6 separate regions of the Mus musculus genome follow, and regions 1, 2, 3, 4 and 6 are each linked to region 5. A link is a contact called in public HiChIP or PLAC-seq and promoter capture Hi-C data. All regions are on one chromosome and are shown on one strand. The core of a region is the stretch at or near the end of the contact, and the rest is flanking DNA. Distances in the headings are between cores, read along the strand shown. Region 1 has its middle 14 kb from the start of Gm39441. Region 2 overlaps Gm39444 (a long non-coding RNA gene). Region 3 overlaps Rgs9 (regulator of G-protein signaling 9). Region 4 overlaps Rgs9 (regulator of G-protein signaling 9). Region 5 holds the start of Prkar1a (protein kinase, cAMP dependent regulatory, type I, alpha). Region 6 overlaps Abca9 (ATP-binding cassette, sub-family A (ABC1), member 9).

What was found. Promoter capture Hi-C pulls out the DNA fragments that hold promoters and counts their contacts. HiChIP or PLAC-seq counts read pairs in DNA pulled down with a chosen protein or histone mark.
Region 1: an H3K4me3 HiChIP or PLAC-seq map of fetal liver shows a contact between it and region 5, with 6 times the contacts expected there. The contact joins the enhancer-like site here to the promoter of Prkar1a in region 5. A contact is called at or near these places in 4 of 39 promoter capture datasets (cranial neural crest, embryonic stem cells, hippocampal neurons and 1 more), 2 of 484 Hi-C or Micro-C datasets (B cells and bone marrow-derived macrophages), 18 of 115 datasets of contacts at active chromatin or transcription factors (the 230-238 cell line, the SCID.adh cell line, T-cell acute lymphoblastic leukemia and 14 more) and 4 of 9 other capture datasets (adipose tissue, liver, macrophages and 1 more).
Region 2: a promoter capture Hi-C map of liver shows a contact between it and region 5, with 2.4 times the contacts expected there. The contact joins the enhancer-like site here to the promoter of Prkar1a in region 5. A contact is called at or near these places in 4 of 39 promoter capture datasets (hippocampal neurons, liver and second pharyngeal arch cranial neural crest) and 1 of 484 Hi-C or Micro-C datasets (liver).
Region 3: a contact with region 5 is called in an H3K4me3 HiChIP or PLAC-seq map of bone marrow-derived macrophages, with 4 times the contacts expected there. The contact joins the enhancer-like site here to the promoter of Prkar1a in region 5. A contact is called at or near these places in 2 of 39 promoter capture datasets (the HPC-7 cell line and stem cell-derived epiblast-like cells), 1 of 484 Hi-C or Micro-C datasets (LSK cells), 11 of 115 datasets of contacts at active chromatin or transcription factors (the HPC-7 cell line, bone marrow-derived macrophages, embryonic forebrain and 5 more) and 2 of 9 other capture datasets (adipose tissue and macrophages).
Region 4: a contact with region 5 is called in an H3K4me3 HiChIP or PLAC-seq map of bone marrow-derived macrophages, with 5 times the contacts expected there. The contact joins the enhancer-like site here to the promoter of Prkar1a in region 5. A contact is called at or near these places in 11 of 39 promoter capture datasets (the 3T3-L1 cell line, the C10 cell line, the HPC-7 cell line and 5 more), 1 of 484 Hi-C or Micro-C datasets (the HPC-7 cell line), 21 of 115 datasets of contacts at active chromatin or transcription factors (the 230-238 cell line, DN3 thymocytes, bone marrow-derived macrophages and 13 more) and 5 of 9 other capture datasets (adipose tissue, embryonic stem cells, liver and 2 more).
Region 6: an H3K4me3 HiChIP or PLAC-seq map of bone marrow-derived macrophages shows a contact between it and region 5, with 5 times the contacts expected there. The contact joins the enhancer-like site here to the promoter of Prkar1a in region 5. A contact is called at or near these places in 2 of 39 promoter capture datasets (hippocampal neurons and liver), 2 of 484 Hi-C or Micro-C datasets (liver and peritoneal macrophages), 4 of 115 datasets of contacts at active chromatin or transcription factors (astrocytes, bone marrow-derived macrophages and embryonic forebrain) and 1 of 9 other capture datasets (macrophages).

What each region holds. Positions count from the first base shown.
Region 1 is chr11:109,310,985-109,313,684 of GRCm38.p6, forward strand. No RefSeq gene overlaps it. Among named protein-coding and RNA genes, the nearest start is that of Gm39441, 14 kb to the left of the region's middle. Within about 2 kb of position 1,342, at least 258 of the 459 cell types and tissues checked have an H3K27ac peak or open chromatin away from gene starts, as enhancers often do. A contact at or near this core is called in the SCID.adh cell line, T-cell acute lymphoblastic leukemia, adipose tissue and 11 more, where this site is marked.
Region 2 is chr11:109,926,190-109,928,889 of GRCm38.p6, forward strand. Gm39444 (a long non-coding RNA gene) reads right to left here. Exons shown (of 2, transcript XR_880288.2): 2 at 1,616-2,624. Among named protein-coding and RNA genes, the nearest start is that of Gm39444, 3.0 kb to the right of the region's middle. Within about 2 kb of position 1,377, at least 23 of the 459 cell types and tissues checked have an H3K27ac peak or open chromatin away from gene starts, as enhancers often do. A contact at or near this core is called in liver, where this site is marked.
Region 3 is chr11:109,268,672-109,271,371 of GRCm38.p6, forward strand. It overlaps Rgs9 (regulator of G-protein signaling 9), which reads right to left. Exons shown (of 19, transcript NM_011268.2): 8 at 252-333. Among named protein-coding and RNA genes, the nearest start is that of Rgs9, 28 kb to the right of the region's middle. Within about 2 kb of position 1,265, at least 84 of the 459 cell types and tissues checked have an H3K27ac peak or open chromatin away from gene starts, as enhancers often do. A contact at or near this core is called in the HPC-7 cell line, LSK cells, bone marrow-derived macrophages and 1 more, where this site is marked.
Region 4 is chr11:109,245,751-109,248,450 of GRCm38.p6, forward strand. Rgs9 (regulator of G-protein signaling 9) reads right to left here. Exons shown (of 19, transcript NM_011268.2): 12 at 2,314-2,427; 13 at 703-818. Among named protein-coding and RNA genes, the nearest start is that of Gm39440, 28 kb to the left of the region's middle. Within about 2 kb of position 1,396, at least 20 of the 459 cell types and tissues checked have an H3K27ac peak or open chromatin away from gene starts, as enhancers often do. A contact at or near this core is called in bone marrow-derived macrophages, where this site is marked.
Region 5 is chr11:109,649,515-109,652,214 of GRCm38.p6, forward strand. Prkar1a (protein kinase, cAMP dependent regulatory, type I, alpha) reads left to right here and starts at 1,435. Exons shown (of 11, transcript NM_001373913.1): 1 at 1,435-1,559.
Region 6 is chr11:110,129,623-110,132,322 of GRCm38.p6, forward strand. It overlaps Abca9 (ATP-binding cassette, sub-family A (ABC1), member 9), which reads right to left. Exons shown (of 39, transcript NM_147220.2): 23 at 2,145-2,252; 24 at 943-1,116. Among named protein-coding and RNA genes, the nearest start is that of Abca8a, 35 kb to the left of the region's middle. Within about 2 kb of position 1,284, at least 15 of the 459 cell types and tissues checked have an H3K27ac peak or open chromatin away from gene starts, as enhancers often do. A contact at or near this core is called in bone marrow-derived macrophages, where this site is marked.

The DNA.
Region 1 (2,700 bases), core at 92-2,591, 340 kb before region 5:
AGCTCTTCCCTCCACCAGACTCAGCAGTTATAAACTCACTCAAATTTCACTATTTTATAGAGCAGAAAATACAGATACAATAGTGCATAAAAGCTGGCTCACCTGAAACCATGACTCAACAGATGAGCCAACTGGAATTAGAGAAGGAAGTAGAGGGACCGCTGTGTGTGCTCGTGCCCAGGGTATGAAGAGAAAAAAAAACAGCTCAAGTATAGCACCAGCCTACATTCAATGTGAGGCTTCACAGATGAAACCATTCTAATACATCATCATCATCAGTTTTCCTGTGTGTTGCATGAAAAATACACTGTCTCAGAATATATGTATATGAGTATGTATACACACACACACACACACACACACACACACACACACACACGCTGAAGAGTTGACTCAGCTGCTAAGAGTACAGACTGCTCTTACAGAAGACTTGAGTTCCATCCCAGCACCCACATCAGGTGGCCCACAACCACGAATAACTCCAGCTCCAGGAGATCTGACAACCTCTTCAGGCCTCCAGGGCATCAGCACACACACACACTAAAATGTGATTTAAAAACACATGTGTACATACACAAATATATAATTAAATATTAAAATTAAAATATGTGTTGTATTGGCTAGTTTTGTGTCAACTTGACACAGCTGGAGTTATCACAGAGAAAGGAGCTTCAGTTGAGGAAATGCCTCCATGAGATCCAGCTGTAAGGCATTTTCTCAATTAGTGATCAAGGGGGAAAGGCCCCTTGTGGGTGGTGCCATCTCTGGGCTGGTAGTCTTGGTTCTATAAGAGAGCAGGCTGAGCAAGCCAGATGAAGCAAGCCAGTAAAGAACATCCCTCCATGGCCTTTGCATCAGCTCCTGCTTTCTGACCTGCTTGAGTTCCAGTCCTGCATCCTTTGGTGATCAACAGCAGTATGGAAATGTAAGCCGAATAAACCCCTTCCTCCCCAACTTGCTTCTTGGTCATGATGTTTGTGCAGGAATAGAAACCCTGACTAAGACACGTGTGCACATAAATAAATACATAATTTAAAATAAAAAGATTTTGGAAAAATATGTGTTCTATGCTGGGGGAGTAGGGGATAGGGAACTGTTGAAGATTTAGGTGGTGCCCTACTGTGCTCCGGTGTCTTCGTTGTTTTATTGTGTGTTGTTTTGTTTTGTTTTAAGCAGTAATGTCAGTGGTCTCCCATCCTCACTAGGTGGCTCTGTCAGCACCAAAGGTAAGGAGTCTCCCAAAAACTTGGCGGGCTCCCCGCTCCCTCCACTGGACCAAGGAGATGCAAAGACCTCCACACTCCTAGAGAGGACGCTTAGGCTCCTGCAGAGGATTTCCGCCCTCAGCTCACTTCCGGCCTCGCCCTACAGGCGCTGGTGCCCTGCGTTTACTCTATTCTTCATAGTGTCCTAAGGCTTTGCTAGGCTCTCTTGCCGGGGGCTGCGGGGCTCGCCTTTTCTGCGGAATTTGCTCCAGATGGGTGCAGGATTGGAGTGTGGCAAGGGAGCGCCACACCAGATTCCCTTTCTCTCGGGAGTGCCTTTCCTCCGGTACCCCAAGCTGTAGCCCTCTTTCCTGTCTGTAACCGCTCACTACCAGATGGGTTATAAAAAATCATAGTGACACTCAAATTTAAAAGAATGGGGCTTGGGGAGTGTGTGTGTGCATCTGAGACAAAGACTAGCTTGTCCATAAATAAATATCAAGTAACAATATACTCTAGTTGTGACTGGAAATGAGAGAGACAACTTGGGTTAATGAGGACGAGATCAGGTCCTGGAAGAATTATGCACACCTGAGATATGTCACAATGCCCTGGAGCTATAGGGGGATGCCAAATCCAAGGCTAGCTTAGGGAGCTGGTGAAGGTGTCATATCCAAGGTCTTGCCAAGAAAAAAAAAATGCAACCCCCATCACGTTGGGTTATTCAGCTAGAATATTTCCCTTGTTCCTAGTCCCCCAACAAGCAGCCGCTCACCACAGGTACCTAACCTTTGTGAACCTGAGTGTCTTCTATTTGAAATAAGACGATCTATTATCATACCCCAGCAAGTGAGACCGTACGGGGCTACATGTTTCTTTGTACACTGATAGACCTTCCGAGGGTTTATGAAGACACCTTGGAATGCTTTATGTAAAGAGGCTTTGCTGCAGTGTGGTCCTGAGAAGGGAACAAGAGATGAACCAGCAGTCCTGAAGTTTAAACTGGAGTCTCCACATAGTAACAATATGAAGACTCCTGGAAGACCTGAAGTAATTAGAACTTGCTCAACTTTGTTTAGTCTGCTGATCCCCAAGATTTTTCATCACAAACCTTTGAGCAAGACCTTATTATTATGGCTCCATGGTTTGGTTTGTTTTGTTTTGTTTTTCCAGGAACACATCTTGGAAGATGTTGGAATACAGAAATAAGTCACCCGGGCACTGTCCTGTGCAGAAGGCATTCATTCTCACCTCCCAAAAGGCATTTCACATCTACTTTTTTTGGAAATCATAAGGCTAGGTTCCCGTAAAGGTGGCTCCAAGTTTTATAAACATGTAAAAGAAAGTACCACAAGCCATAAAATATTTAGAAAAGGAAATGAGGGGCTGGAGAGATGGCCCAGCGATTAAGAGCACTTACTGCTCTTGCACATGATAGAAGGGCTCACAAACAGCTGCAACAACAGTTTCAGGGGATCTGCAGCTCTAAACAGGG
Region 2 (2,700 bases), core at 127-2,626, 280 kb after region 5:
TTCACATCAGACTGTTCTGCATCCATGTCTGTGAGACATTTTCTAGATTGTTAATTCACTGATGAGGGCCCAGCCTACTGTGGGAAGTGCCACCCTTAGTCACATAGGTCTGTGTTGTGTAGAGAAGCAAGGGGAGCAGGGCATGAGGAGCAAACCAATCCGCATCATTCCACTGTGGTCTTTGTTTCATTTGTGCCTTCAGGTTCCTGCCTTAGCTCCCCTCTATTAAAGTCTGTAACCTGTAAGGCGAAGTCATCCCCTTTCTCCTTAACTGGACTTGGCCAGCGTTTTACTATAGTGACAGAAAATCAGACTAGGACACATGGTTTAATAGAAATAAAAACCACCAGCACTGTCTTTAATGTCTTGACTGTTAGAAGTAGCTTGCATAAAGCTTTTGGTAGAGAACAAGGCTGTCTTTGTTTTATATTGGGTTTCAATATTTGTCCTAAGTTGCTTCTCTTCACTAGTCTCAGAAGCTCTTATAGCTTACTGGACTCCTCTACTTCCTTTGAATATAATGTCCTGACCTTTCACACGCTGGAGTTCCATCAGGTTTTTTATGATTCGAGTGGTGGAAGATCCACCTCTCCCTTCATTCTCACCCTCTGACACCATCCCTCTCCCTCGTAGACCCCATCTTTCCCTTCTTCTGCTTTCTTTGCCAGCAATCTCTGTCTCTGGGCTCTCTTAAGAGACCTGGGATCCAGGCTCTTGGACCACATTCCATTCTAAATTCCTGTGTTTGAAACATCAGACAGGCAACACAATGCTTCAGAAGTCTGTGTCCACCGATGCAGCAACCCCCACAAGTGTAAATATCTTTACTATTCAAAAGTCCTTATCAGCGAAGCAAAGGAAGAGGTCATTCACAAAGGAACACATGGAGTTTATATCAAGTAGAGGCAGAATGTCATTGCCAGACAGCTGCAACTAAGTGCTTAACAGCTGTGGTTTGGGTTTCACAATAACCAAAAACAAAACCAAAAACAGAACCCCAGTAAAATCTGATGGCTGATGGCCAATAACTGTGGCTGTGGCCATTATACAAAGAGTCAGATGACCTTTGGTTCAGAATGGCACAGATCTGAAGACAAGTCACTCTAGGTATCTCTTTGTTTTCTCCTTCCTTATCCTCTTCCCAGTCTTTCTAGATGATTACCACTTAAATGATTACCTTGTGAGTTACTGGTCTCCACCGCCTCCAAATCACAATAGAATTAAGCTACTTACTGTATTTGAGCTGTTTTCCTAGTTATTGGCTTGCTGCCATTCCATTTGAGGCGGACTTTGCCAGTTTCTTTTGAACCCCAGAAACCCACAGACTGTAACTAGAAGGGCCAGTTAGTCACCACTAAAGAAATGTTTGCAGACTCTTGGTCAAACAGGTCACCTTTGGCCATGTGCCTTGTATTGAAGTAAGAACAATTTATCTTTGATAACCCTCCAGTTGCTTTCCAGTAATTTTGTTCTGCTCTCACCCATAAGCCTCCAATGATTCCTTCAAATTCAAGGATAAATGTCTTTCAGCTCACATTCATAAGACAGGCTAATTCCAAAATGCATCTCCTTATCTTTAAACATTAAAAAGATTTTAAAATTTATTTATTATTTATTGGTGTGTGTGTGTGTATGTATTTGTGCAGATAAAGGGCAGAAAAAGATGTCTGATTCTCTGGAGCTGAAATTAGAGTCACCCAAAGTGGGTGCTAGGAACTGAACTGGAGTTCTCTGGAAAAACGACTAAACCATCTCTCCAGCCCTTCCTTAAAATATTGCAGTGAACACTTCTGTTGATAGCATGCAGCATGGCATTCTATAATGTTATTTTGTTATCTTTTTGCTTCATACCACATAGGTATGATTTCATTTCTGATTGAATTTGGAGCACGTTGGGAAGGGTCTGGGGTTTCTACACCTGCTGCTTTCCAAACCAAATTAGCATGACATTGAAGCTGTTTGGAGCGATGAGAAGATCAATTGTCAGTAGGACCCTGGGTAAGCTCTTTAGCTATTGTATGATTTTGATTAATCTACTGATCTCTGAACATTGACTTACAGAAATAGAGAAGAAGAAATGTCTAGTGTCTGGGATTCTACTGTAACAACATAGTGTGTTAAGGTTTGGTAGGATTGGATGCTCTATTCTAATCATATATCCAGAAAGCTCCCAGCTTGGCATTATATTCCTTGGGATTCCAAATTGCTACATCTTTCTAGATAATGAAAAAGGTCAGTTAGATATGCAAACTTAGTCTCAGGAAAATACAATCACAATATATGTCTTCTTCTTTTATGGTGATATACATGAATGGGGACAGAGGGTTTTATAGGCATATATTTTTCACAACCTATCTTTGTAAGGGTTCAATCTCCCTTCTATCCCATCACCCACCAGAAGTAGTGGAAAAGAAAGGTAATTAGGAGACAGGGGAAGTGGACATGTTTAGAAATAGTTCTTTGGGGGGTGATTCCAATCATTGTTGTTCTCAGTCCAGTTCACTAGACAAACACAAAACACAAATTAGCATCTGCAATCCGGTCCACTTGACAGACACCACACATGAATTGTCAAGGGCAGTTCAGTTCAGAAGAAACCGTGAGGCTCACCAACCAGCCTGATTCTGTGGAAGAGGCAAGAAGACACAGGGATGTCATGAGAAGTTCTTTGGTAAGCTTTTCTCTATTAAGTCATTACAA
Region 3 (2,700 bases), core at 15-2,514, 380 kb before region 5:
TTATTTCCTTAAACCTCAACAACAAAAATTCCAAACCCTCACAAAAGATGAGTCGATTCCCGTTGCTTGGTACTTAACACTGACAGACAAGCTGTAAGGACCCCACCAAGAAGACACAGCACAAGGCAGCCCACACCAGATAATCCAGTTCAACTCTTGTTGGCGACAAGAAGGTGGGAAGCCAGAGGCAGCTGTGCTGCGGTGAGCACAGAATGGGGAGGAGTCAGGGGAGAAAGGGAAGCCTTACTTACCGGACTTCGGTGCACCAGCCAATACGCCTTCTCCTGGCAGTCCAGCGCGTACCTGTCGGCTTTGTTCCTTTCCTTTCCAGTCCTAAAACAACACAAAAGCTAGGCTCAGGGCGAGCAGTGCTTCACATCTTAAGGTCTAAGATGACCCCCATTCCTGATGACCTGGACCGCTTTCCCCACCTGCTCAAAGAATGTACATAAAAAACACAGCAAGCACTGCCAATAGCACATCACTCTTTTGCTCCGGGTACCGTTCCAACATGCATGGACTCATTCGATCCTAGCAACTTGGTGAGGTCCCTTTGTCTTGGTGGGCTCCTTAACAGTCTGTCACTCACTGTTAAGTACAAAAGATGAAGGAAGAGGAGGAGTGGAAGGCCCTGTATGTGGGGGCGGGGGGGGTGGGCTGCTGCATCCTCTCTGGGAATTGAGAATGTGTTCCACTTCTTCATGGTACTGGGCTGCATGACTTAGGTGCTGTCACCATGACCAGCTCCAGAATCAGATCTGTCACCAAAGTCACTACGAAGCGAGCAGAGATGATCATGTGACCCAGTGGCCTCCCTGACTTCATACTGGTTTCCCTGCTTCAGCAAACAAGATAATCAACATCCCAACAGGCAGATGGGTAACAATCCACACCAGAGCTATGCTGGAGCAACGAGTGTCTCAGGAAGTCCTATTTTTCTCCTGTTTGTCCTTCCCTGTCCCTCCAGTGAGGCGGTGACAAGTCATAGCCTTTTCTCAGTCCTGCTGGGGACTGTAAAAGGTTATCCTGTTTTGTCTAATCATCTCCCCTTTGCCACCGCAGGAGGAAGTGATGCCGGGCCTCCCCCTCCGGAAGGGAAGAAGTACTCATTATCACGCCAAGAGCACCAGTCCCACTTCCAAGGCTAGCTGTGCTCACATTTATTAACGTCTGTTTTCCCAGGCAACGGGCAACACGAGATGACGCAAACACCCTCCTCACACAGAGGTGGTGGATTTACTTCCTCGTTAATGTTCTGTGAAGAGCATAATAGCATCCAGAGAGCCAGATGGGTGAGCAGCGCAGCCATTCCAGGAGGGTGTTCTACCAACCTCCTCTGGAAATTAAATAGAAACATTGTTGCCCCTATTCCCCTTAACAACCTAATGGATTTTCTACCAGCGTAACCAGCCGGAGTCCTCGGGAGGATGGACCACAAGCACCCTGAGGTTTGCGTGGTTTCTATAATACTAGCCAGCCTTGTAAATGGAGCCCATCTTTAATGAGACCAGCTGGCCTGTCTGGACTTGCTCAGCAGCAGCACTGTGCGGAGGTCAGGAGAGCTGTGACAGATCCCAAAGAGCCAGTAAATAAGGAATTCATCGAGTTGCTCATGTGACTTTTTTTTTCACAATTCCATTTGTTTAATCTTCTGCTCATTCATGGATTTATTGATCTCCTACTATGTTCCAATTACTGGGAGTCAAAACATAGCTCCAGCCTTTGAGTGGTTTTTAGTCTAAGCGTTGCAAGAGTACTCAAGTAAATACAGACTTGCCTGTGGTGTTCGTACTGTGAGAAAACATTATGAAAACAGAAGCAAAATCAAAAACGGTCTCTGTAGTGATTCAGAAATGTGTCTCCAGGCCCTTCCTGTGGATGGAGGGGTCTGTTTCCCCTCCCGCTTAGAACCAGGTGGAGTTTTATGCTGACTTCCACCACTAGAGTGTCGGGCATAGCGTGTGTAATTTACGAGGCTGGGCCACAAAAGAATGAGCAAGTCACATAGCCACAAGAGGAGGAAAAAAAGGAAGAGGAAGAACACACACACACACACACACACACACACAGCGGGAGGGGCTCAGCATGACAAAAACTCTCTCTACAGGCAAGCCCACATGGCCCATCTAGTTTTGTGGTAGGATTCCACATCTAAAATCCATGAGTTAAGTCATGGAGTTAAGGGGACACTGGTGTCTCAGAAGAAAGGAGTCTTTTAGGAATTCCCTGTCCCACAGAGCCTCAAGTGAGGAGAGGAATCTCTGAAGAGTCTGGGTACTCAGACTTATCTAGGACTTCTGGAGGAGGAAAGTGGGAGCCACTGAGACAGCTCTGAGCGGCAGCTCCTGGAAGGGTTTTGTCAGGGTGTGGGTGGCTGAGATTGTCCCACTCAGAGCACAGAAGTAGCAGAGGGCATGGAGGGGCTGGGGAAAGAGACAATTCCATCTCCTTGCTCCTGGGCTCAGCTTAGGGCTGGAACCCACTAGAAACACAAAAGTGTTATGCTGAATAGAATTGAGTCATTCTAGCCCAACCAAGTGACCCTGACCAAGTAGTGTTAGCCTCTCCGAGCCTCCATTTCCCAACTAAAAAGATCAGGAGGGACAAGGACTATGACCCCGAGCCTTTCTGCCACACCAAGTTAAAATAAGATGGCACCTGTGAACACCAAAAGAAGCCTTGTAAACAAATGTCAATGGC
Region 4 (2,700 bases), core at 146-2,645, 400 kb before region 5:
TTCCCTGGGAATTGTGAGTGAGGCTAAGGAGATTGTAGAAAAGATGTTAACATTCCCTGGTGCTATACACACACACACACACACACACACACACACACACACACACACACACACACACACCTCAGAATGCAGTGACTTTCTGAGCCTATGGAAAATGAAGGTCCTGGACCCAGGTTAGACTCTTACTCCTGGGAAAGCAGGAGATCCTGTTTAGACCTTAACAAGGTATGGAAGCACCCACTGCAAAACTCCTAAAAGTCTAGGCTGGCCATGAAAGGGAGAGTAACTTTTTTTAAAAGACTCGTGCTGGAAGGAGGGGCTGCTTAGTCCCTGAAGTCTTTGCCATGCACCCACCAAGCTGTGGGTTCGAGCTTCAGCACCCTTTAACACCAAGTAGAGGGTCTCATGCATGTTCCCAGCACTTGGGATGGAGAGTCAAAAGAACCAAGAGGTAGCCTGGGCTACACGTAATCCTGTCTCAGAGAGGAGGGAAGGGGAGGGAGAGAAGAGGAATTAAAAGAAAGGGAGGGAGGAAGGGAGGGAAGGAGGAAGGTAGGAAAGAACAGAGGTAGGGAGGGATGGAGGGAGGGAAGGAGGGAGGGAGGAAGGGAAAGAGGGAGGAAAGAAGGAAGGAAGGAAGGAAGGAAGGAAGGAAGGAAGGAAGGAAGGAAGGAAGGAAGGAAGGAAGGAAAGAGAACTCACCACTAAATTCCTTCTTGAGAAAGTACTGGAAGCTCTGCCGACCCTTGGGGTCTCGAATCAGTTCGCTGAAGTTGAAAGCCCATCTCTCCACTCGCATCTTGGTTGGGATCTCCACCCTGCAAGGATGGTGACTGGTAAATGTGGCACTCCCTGGGAGACAGGGGCTGTACTTAGCCTCAGTGGGAGTGATAGGTCTACCAACCTTCATGAGGTCCTTGGCCAATGTCTCCACCTGATCCCAGTTTTGCTCTGCCCCCTAGCCTCTGCATAGACACACAATCCAAGTTGCCACTTACTAGGAGGACACAGCCTCCAAGTCCCCTGGGGTTCACACCAGAGATGTGGCCTCCCAGAGCTGAGGGAGAGTCACAACCCAGTGGATCCCTGTTCTTCAGGGGTAAAGATCCCCGTCATAAAACAATCTATGAAGGCTCAGGCTGCCACCTTCAAGCCAGGTTAGAATTCCAGTGACATATTGGTCCCTGGATGCTGTGGTCACAGCTACCAGTCAGCATCTGTCACTCACCAAGACTTCCCTTTTACCCTGAATGTGCACGAATGTTTGTGACAGCATTTGTCATGATAGTTACCACTTGGGAAAAGCCCAAATGTCCTTCTCTAGACAGACGGGTTCACACAGGGAAGTTTGTTTATACAAAACTGAAACAAAATGCTACATCCTGCTACAGTGTGAATAAACTCTGAAAGTTTAGCAGGAAGTGAAAAATGCCCAATGAAAGACCACACATCCTATGATGTCATTTACAGGAAGCATCTAGAATAGAAGAATACGGATAATCAGAAAATAGATTGACCACTGACCATCTAGGGGGAGGGCAGGGAGTGGAGATTTGGGGGCACCAACAACTAGAGGGTGCAGATTTGTTTTTAAAACATTGTGGTAGAGATTATATTCCCCTGTCAATATAACAAAATTTTAACTGTACACTTTAAATGGGTAAATTGTATGACATATGAATTACAACTCAAAAAAAAAAAAACTCAAACTTGATATAGGGCCTGGTGTATACCAGGTTGGCTTTGAACCTGCTATGTAGCTCAGGAACCTTGAATGCCTGATCCTCCTGCCTCCCAGGTGCTGGGGTTACAGGTGCACCATTATATTGTGTTGGGGGTCAAATCTGAGGCTTCATGAATTCTAGACACTCTACCAACTGAACCACAGACCACCCTAAAATAAAGCACATTTTGGGCTGAGGAGATGGCTCAGTGGATAAAGCATTTGCTATAAAAGTGTGAAAACCACTTTGGGTCTCCAGAACTCATGTAAAAACCTAGCAGGTGTGGTAGCCGCCTGTAAACTGCCCCCTCAGGAGGCAGAGACGGGATCCCCAGGGAAAGCTAGCTAGGTAGACTAGCCAGAACTGGAGAACTATGGGCTCAGTGAGAGACCACCACTTAATAAACAAAGTGTAGATGGGTGGAAGGAAGACATCTGATACCAGCCTAAGGCCTCCATACACATGAACACATGGACCCACACACCTGGTCTCAATCATACACACGTGCAAACACATCACACACATACACTCGACAAAATAAAATCAAACAAACCAGATTTGTTAAAATTTCAATGTTTGAAATACATACAATTTGGCATTTAAATCCCAGAACTGGGTGTCGTCTGTTATCCAAGGATTGCTTGGAAGGCAGCCGGACATGATGGCGTCATTGGACGAGAACTGCTCGCTGTACTTGACAATTCTGAAAAGCAGATAGAAAGAGGGCTTCCTAGAAATCCAACCCAGAGAGCCCGGATAATTCCATGGCATAATTGGCCTGCCTGGCCTCTCTTCTGGTATCGGCTTAGTTACATGTCTATTACTGTCTTCTCAGAAAAAAATGTGTGACAGCCCTGGGATGGGAAGCTATTTAGAGAGATCTGTCCTAGTGTGATAGTGCTGTTTTTCTTCCAGTCCTGTCCCCTTGTCAATTTTCTGTCCCTAGTTCAAACATGGCTTTGTCACATGTCATAGG
Region 5 (2,700 bases), core at 185-2,684:
GATCAACATCCTGGTGAGAGGCTGCAGAGGGAGCGGCTTCCTTCTCTTCCCCCTTCCTTCCTCTGACTACTAGGGGGGGTAATCATAACTAATGTTCAGAGCCCTTATCATAGTCTGGGTATTCCAAGACAAAGTCAGGCTTAAAAAGGTGAAATTTACAAACACCACTTAACCCAAATATCTTAACTGGGGATCACTGTGAAAATTATGCAGGAGATATTGTAACCTTTTTTGGTACTAAGTGTTAAATCCGTGATATTTTCTACGCACATTGCCCTAGCACATACACGATGAGGCTGTCAACACCTTGCAGCTACTCAGAACCACACACTGCAGGGGCCTATTTTATTTATGTATTTATTTAGGCCCACTTTATTTATTTAATTCATATGCCTAAAATTGTGTCCCTTGCTTTCATTTTCACATACTTAAGGGGAAAGTTGACTGAAGGAATAATGAAGTCGCCTTTTCTCTTGTTTTCTCATGCAGCTCAGATTTCTTGCTTGGTCAATGATTTGATCTGCCCATCTGTCTGTACTGCCCATGACGCAGTCTGGCATAATAGGAGGCTAGGGCATTATCAGGACTCCGGGCTCCTCTTGGAAGTCTCCCTACATCTGGTGCTTCTGTAGGCACGGTAGGGCCTCCATTGATGACAGCTCACTTGTGGAGACAGTAGTCAGATTAGCCAAGCAGAGGCTTGATAGGGGCTCAGATTTCCTGGACCGGATGACAGGCCCGAGTCCGGAACCCCGGGTATTGCGGGGGTCTACACAGGATGCGCGCTCTGTCCATCAGGAGCATCTCAGCATCCGCTTGCGCTCAGCTGTGGTAGATCCGCTAGGGCCTCCTCCTCTTCCAACAGCAGGGATCTCCTTGTCCGCCCAGCGTCCTGTAACCCCATCCCCCTCCCTGCCGTCCCATAGCACCCAGGGCGGAGTCGCCCACCTGTCACCGAATCGTCCCACGTGGGTCTGCGGTAGGAGGGTCGAAGGGAGGGAGAAAAGACAGAGGCGTGGAGGGAGGCAGACGCAAGAGCCACCGAGGAACCGAGGAGAGGCTGAGATCTCCGAACAGCTAAACAATCTAGAGGACCCCCCACCACACCTGGTAAGGAAGGGACAATAAAGGAGACAGAAACGGGTTAGCAGAAAGAGAAGGAAAAAGATGAGAGCGATGAAGGGGCTACGTATACGCGACAAGATAAAGATGGAGAGGTGCCCTGCAAGAGAACGGTTCTAGCTAGATGACGACGGGCTAAGGGTAGGGGGTGGGAGTAGCCGGTGGTGGGCTTGAGGGGGGTGGGGATGGGGTTGGAGGAGGATCCTAGGCGTCTGCGCCTTTAAGGTTGCCAAGGCAACCGCCCTGGCCAGAGCGAGGCGCATTGACGTCAGCAGCCGAACGCTGATTGGCCGCGGTCGGCTGGTTTCCGGTGGAGCCGTCGCCGAGCCGCTATCGCAGAGTGGTAGTGAGGCTGCGAGCTGAGCCCGCTGGACGCTCGGTCACCCCGGCCGCCTCGCCCTGCGTTAGCCCCTGCTCGTGCCGCCGCCCGCCCTCAGGTGAGTGCGGGCCCGAGGCCTGACCGGGGAGTCGCCGGCCGCGGCGCTCCGCTGCGCGTCCCTGAAGGCGCGGGAGCGAGCCAAGATGGCGCCCCGGGGAGCGCGCTGCGGGGGGACGGCCGCACCCCCTGCGCCTCCGAGGCGGCCTCGGGGCCTGTCGCAGGCCTCGCACTGTCCCCCGGGGTCCGCCCTTGCACCGTTCCCCGCGGGGCCGTAGGCCGCCCCTGCCCCCCGCCGTTCCGCCCCCGTCCTGAGTGTCTCCGGGTCCCCGGTCCTGCGCTGCCCTCGGCTCCCCGGCCGCCTCCGCCCCCGCGCGCCGCGGCCTCGGCGCCCGTCCTCCCTCCCCCACTTCCTGAAGGACAAGAGCTCGGTATTTTTTTTTTTTTTTTAAACCGGAATCCGCCATGGCTTTTCGGTCTTAGCCTCGCCACTCGGCTGTAGTCTTCATCTCTGCCCAGTCGTTTCTTCTGCCCTGGCTTCCCCCCTCCTCTTCGCGGGCTCGTCTCCCTCCACCCCTCCGCTCGGTGATTTCAGCCTAGCTCCATTTCCCTTTGTCCCCCTAACACTTCTCGTCCTTTCCAGCCCCCACCACCGCCCACCCCAGCCTCCCCAGGCCTCCCGCTCCGCTCCACTCCACGTCTGCGGCCTCCTGCCTGGTGGGGGATGAGGGGCCGTCTTGCTGCTCTCAGTGATCATGACCGTGGCCTAAGTGAAGTGAAGGGCACTTTCCTGCCCTCCCTCGTGAAAATACGCGGCGCCCGTTAACCCTTAACTCCAGCCCAGAGCGGGTGTGGGGACAGCCGATGACTTGAGGGAGCCAGGATAGATAGGTTTCTTGAGCAGAGAAATGAAGGCTCGCATTTAGATGATGACCCCCACCCCACCCCCCAGGCTGTGTTAGTGTTACTTGGCATCCTTTAGATGTGGGCCCTGTCAGCAACAGGCTCCCAAAGGCGGTTTAAATATGTCCTCCAGTATAGTCCTTCTGAAAGCAAGAGTGTCATCAGAACCGAATTTCCTCAAGAATCCCCCTTCTTACGAATACTCGATGCAGTGATGATGGTTTTAGTGTTTGTTTTGGAGAGAAGCTAAGTTGTGGGGTTTTTAAAAAGTAAATACAAACGTGGAACCAAGACATACC
Region 6 (2,700 bases), core at 34-2,533, 480 kb after region 5:
TTTCTCATATATTTGGGATTAATAAAGTCTGGGTGGGTGAATTGGGAAAGAGTTGGGGAACAGGGTGTAAATACAATCAAGACAGGTCTGAAACGCTCAACTAATTTAAAAATAAGATTTAAAAATCAATAAAACATTGCTGGCCTTTCAGTAGTCAGTTACAGTCCTCAGAATGCTTAGAACTAAAGGCAAGGGTCATAACAGGGACTTCCAAATGGCCCAACAGCGTCAACATTAAAGGGTATGCTGGCAGTATAAGATAGTCTCAGTCAGTCACTCTTGGTCCAAAGCTAACACAACTTTAAAGGAAGCCTACAGTTAATGCAGCTCGTTATCTTCCACAGCCTGAGGCCAGGCCCCAAGAAAAACTGTGGGGTGACTGCAAGGCTGCGTCACATCATATTAATGTGCCGTAGTTCCCGCTCTGGTCATCTACAAGTGTAGAGAGCACCTTTCAAGCTGATTTTGTGCCCAAACCCCTGCCACCCTGGAAAAAGGACAGTTTTTGCATTCTATCAGTGAGAACCAAAAGAGCAAGGACTCTGCCTACCTCATTCCTTCTCTGCACAGCGCTCATTTTGCCTCAAGGTCTACCTTTTATGGGTATTCTGTTAGCCTCTCTCTCTCTTTCTCTCTCTCTCTCTCTCTCTCTCTCTCTCTCTCTCTCCCTCCCTCTCCCTCCCCCCTCCCCCCCATGTTTCAGCCCCCTTCTCCTGGCAGCTGCTAATATTTCCAGCTTGTGTGGGGCTTTCTTCCTTTTTTGAACCCCAACAAATCATTCTCAAGTTCCTTTCTGAGATTTTTTTTAAATTCTTTTATCAATGGAACCTAGATTAAACCTGCCAAGGGGACTCTGTGAACTAATATTATTCCATTCGCGGAAAAGATGGTCTAATAAAACTTCATCCCCAAAGTAAGAATTTCTAAATCTTTGCCACTTACCTGAATCAACAGGCTCTCCATCACAGATATAAACTCCTCAGAACTAAAAACACTGTCCATTATTTGCATGAGAAAGAGAATGAGGAAGTATATGGGAATGTCCACCAGAGCCTGTCCACACCAGTAAGCAGACGGGTAAAGGCCTGAAGTCCACAGCTGGGAAAGAACTTTTTTCTGATAATAATAATAAACAAAAACAAACAAACAAAAACAAAACATAAAGATCATCATAAAATCCTAGAAAGCTGAGACCCAGGCAACCACACGCATAGTCACAGCAGCTATTCTTACTGTATCCCTTTAATAACTATTACTCTTGTTTGGAAAATGACATCACCACTTGCCACAACCCTACACCAGAGGGACGGCTAATATTGCAAAACAAGACAGATAAGTTGACTCAGCTCTCCCTAAGGGGTTTTTTTTTAATCTACTGCTGGATACTGTCAAGAGTACGGATGTTAGCGATAGGTCCTTATTAAACACTTTTATATTTAATTTTTTATTTACAAATGCTGAGCTGTTGCGCATGATGCCTTGATTGGCAGCTGTCAGGCTTGTGCAGGGAGACTTTGAACAGGGATGGTAACTCTAGTTCCAGGGAACTGGACATCCTCTCCTAACCTTCATAGGCACGTGCACTATATGCATGTGATAGATAAATGCATGCAGACAAACACTCTTACACTTAAAATGTGTCTGATAGGGCATGGGAACAGAGGCCGGTCCATTATTCACTGGGATGGGAAGCAACAGAATGTGCAGAATTTAAAGGAAAAAACATTGCTACTTTAGTGGTATTCATTCCTGGTGGAGAAGAAACAGTTAACAAATGAGGAAAGTCTTATGACCATAAGCCCCATTCAAATATTTTGCATGGCAGTTTTTAATGGGCCTTATTAAACGGGGAAAAGGTCTGGGTTGAAACTGTCTTTGTGATGAGATATGAGTACCAAGGAGTGTGTTGTAGGAAGAATAGGGTGGTCTCCAAGAATAATTAAAAGCTGTCACTTGCTACTGGTTGGTGGCGCTATCCTGTTTAAGGAAAATGCGTTTTATTCCTATTTTGACAGCCTATTATTGAAATGCTCCATTATATATTGCAACGAACACACACATTAGATTCGCTACCTATGCTCACAAGATCCAAAGGAAGTTTTCCTGGGTGTGAAGGAGATCTGAAGACTTTAATAATGTCTTACTTTGTGGTCACTGATGCTGCCCATCGCAATGTAAGGGGTGAGGCTGGCAGCCACTGGTATCCAGAAAAATGCGTTGCTCATGAATCCGTACTCATAAAGCATGTGTTCCTACAATCATACAGACATGGTAAGCGGAGAGAAAGCAGGTCTCTGACTTGATTGTACTGTCCTCAGTGTATCAGCCAAATAAATGGGCCCGTCCCAAGGTTCTATCTGTAGAACAGAGCTCCCGTCTCTTACTCTAAGATTAAAGCATTTCACACATCAATAGCATTTATCTCTATGTCTATATTTAGCTATCTCCCTTTCTACACACACACAAAACAAAAACAAAACACATAATTTATTATATAATACACATTCTTGGAACACCCATGGAGAAGTTATTTTTTTCTATTTTCATAAACTTATGCCAAAGTAGTTCAGTTCGATATTTATAAAGAGTTATTCTTCTGCTTCTGGATAATGCAAAAGTATTAGATTTAAATGTTTTGGAGGACTAGGCTTTTATAAAGTCATAAGTGCATGGATGTTAGAAAGTAATTCCTTCCTGAGG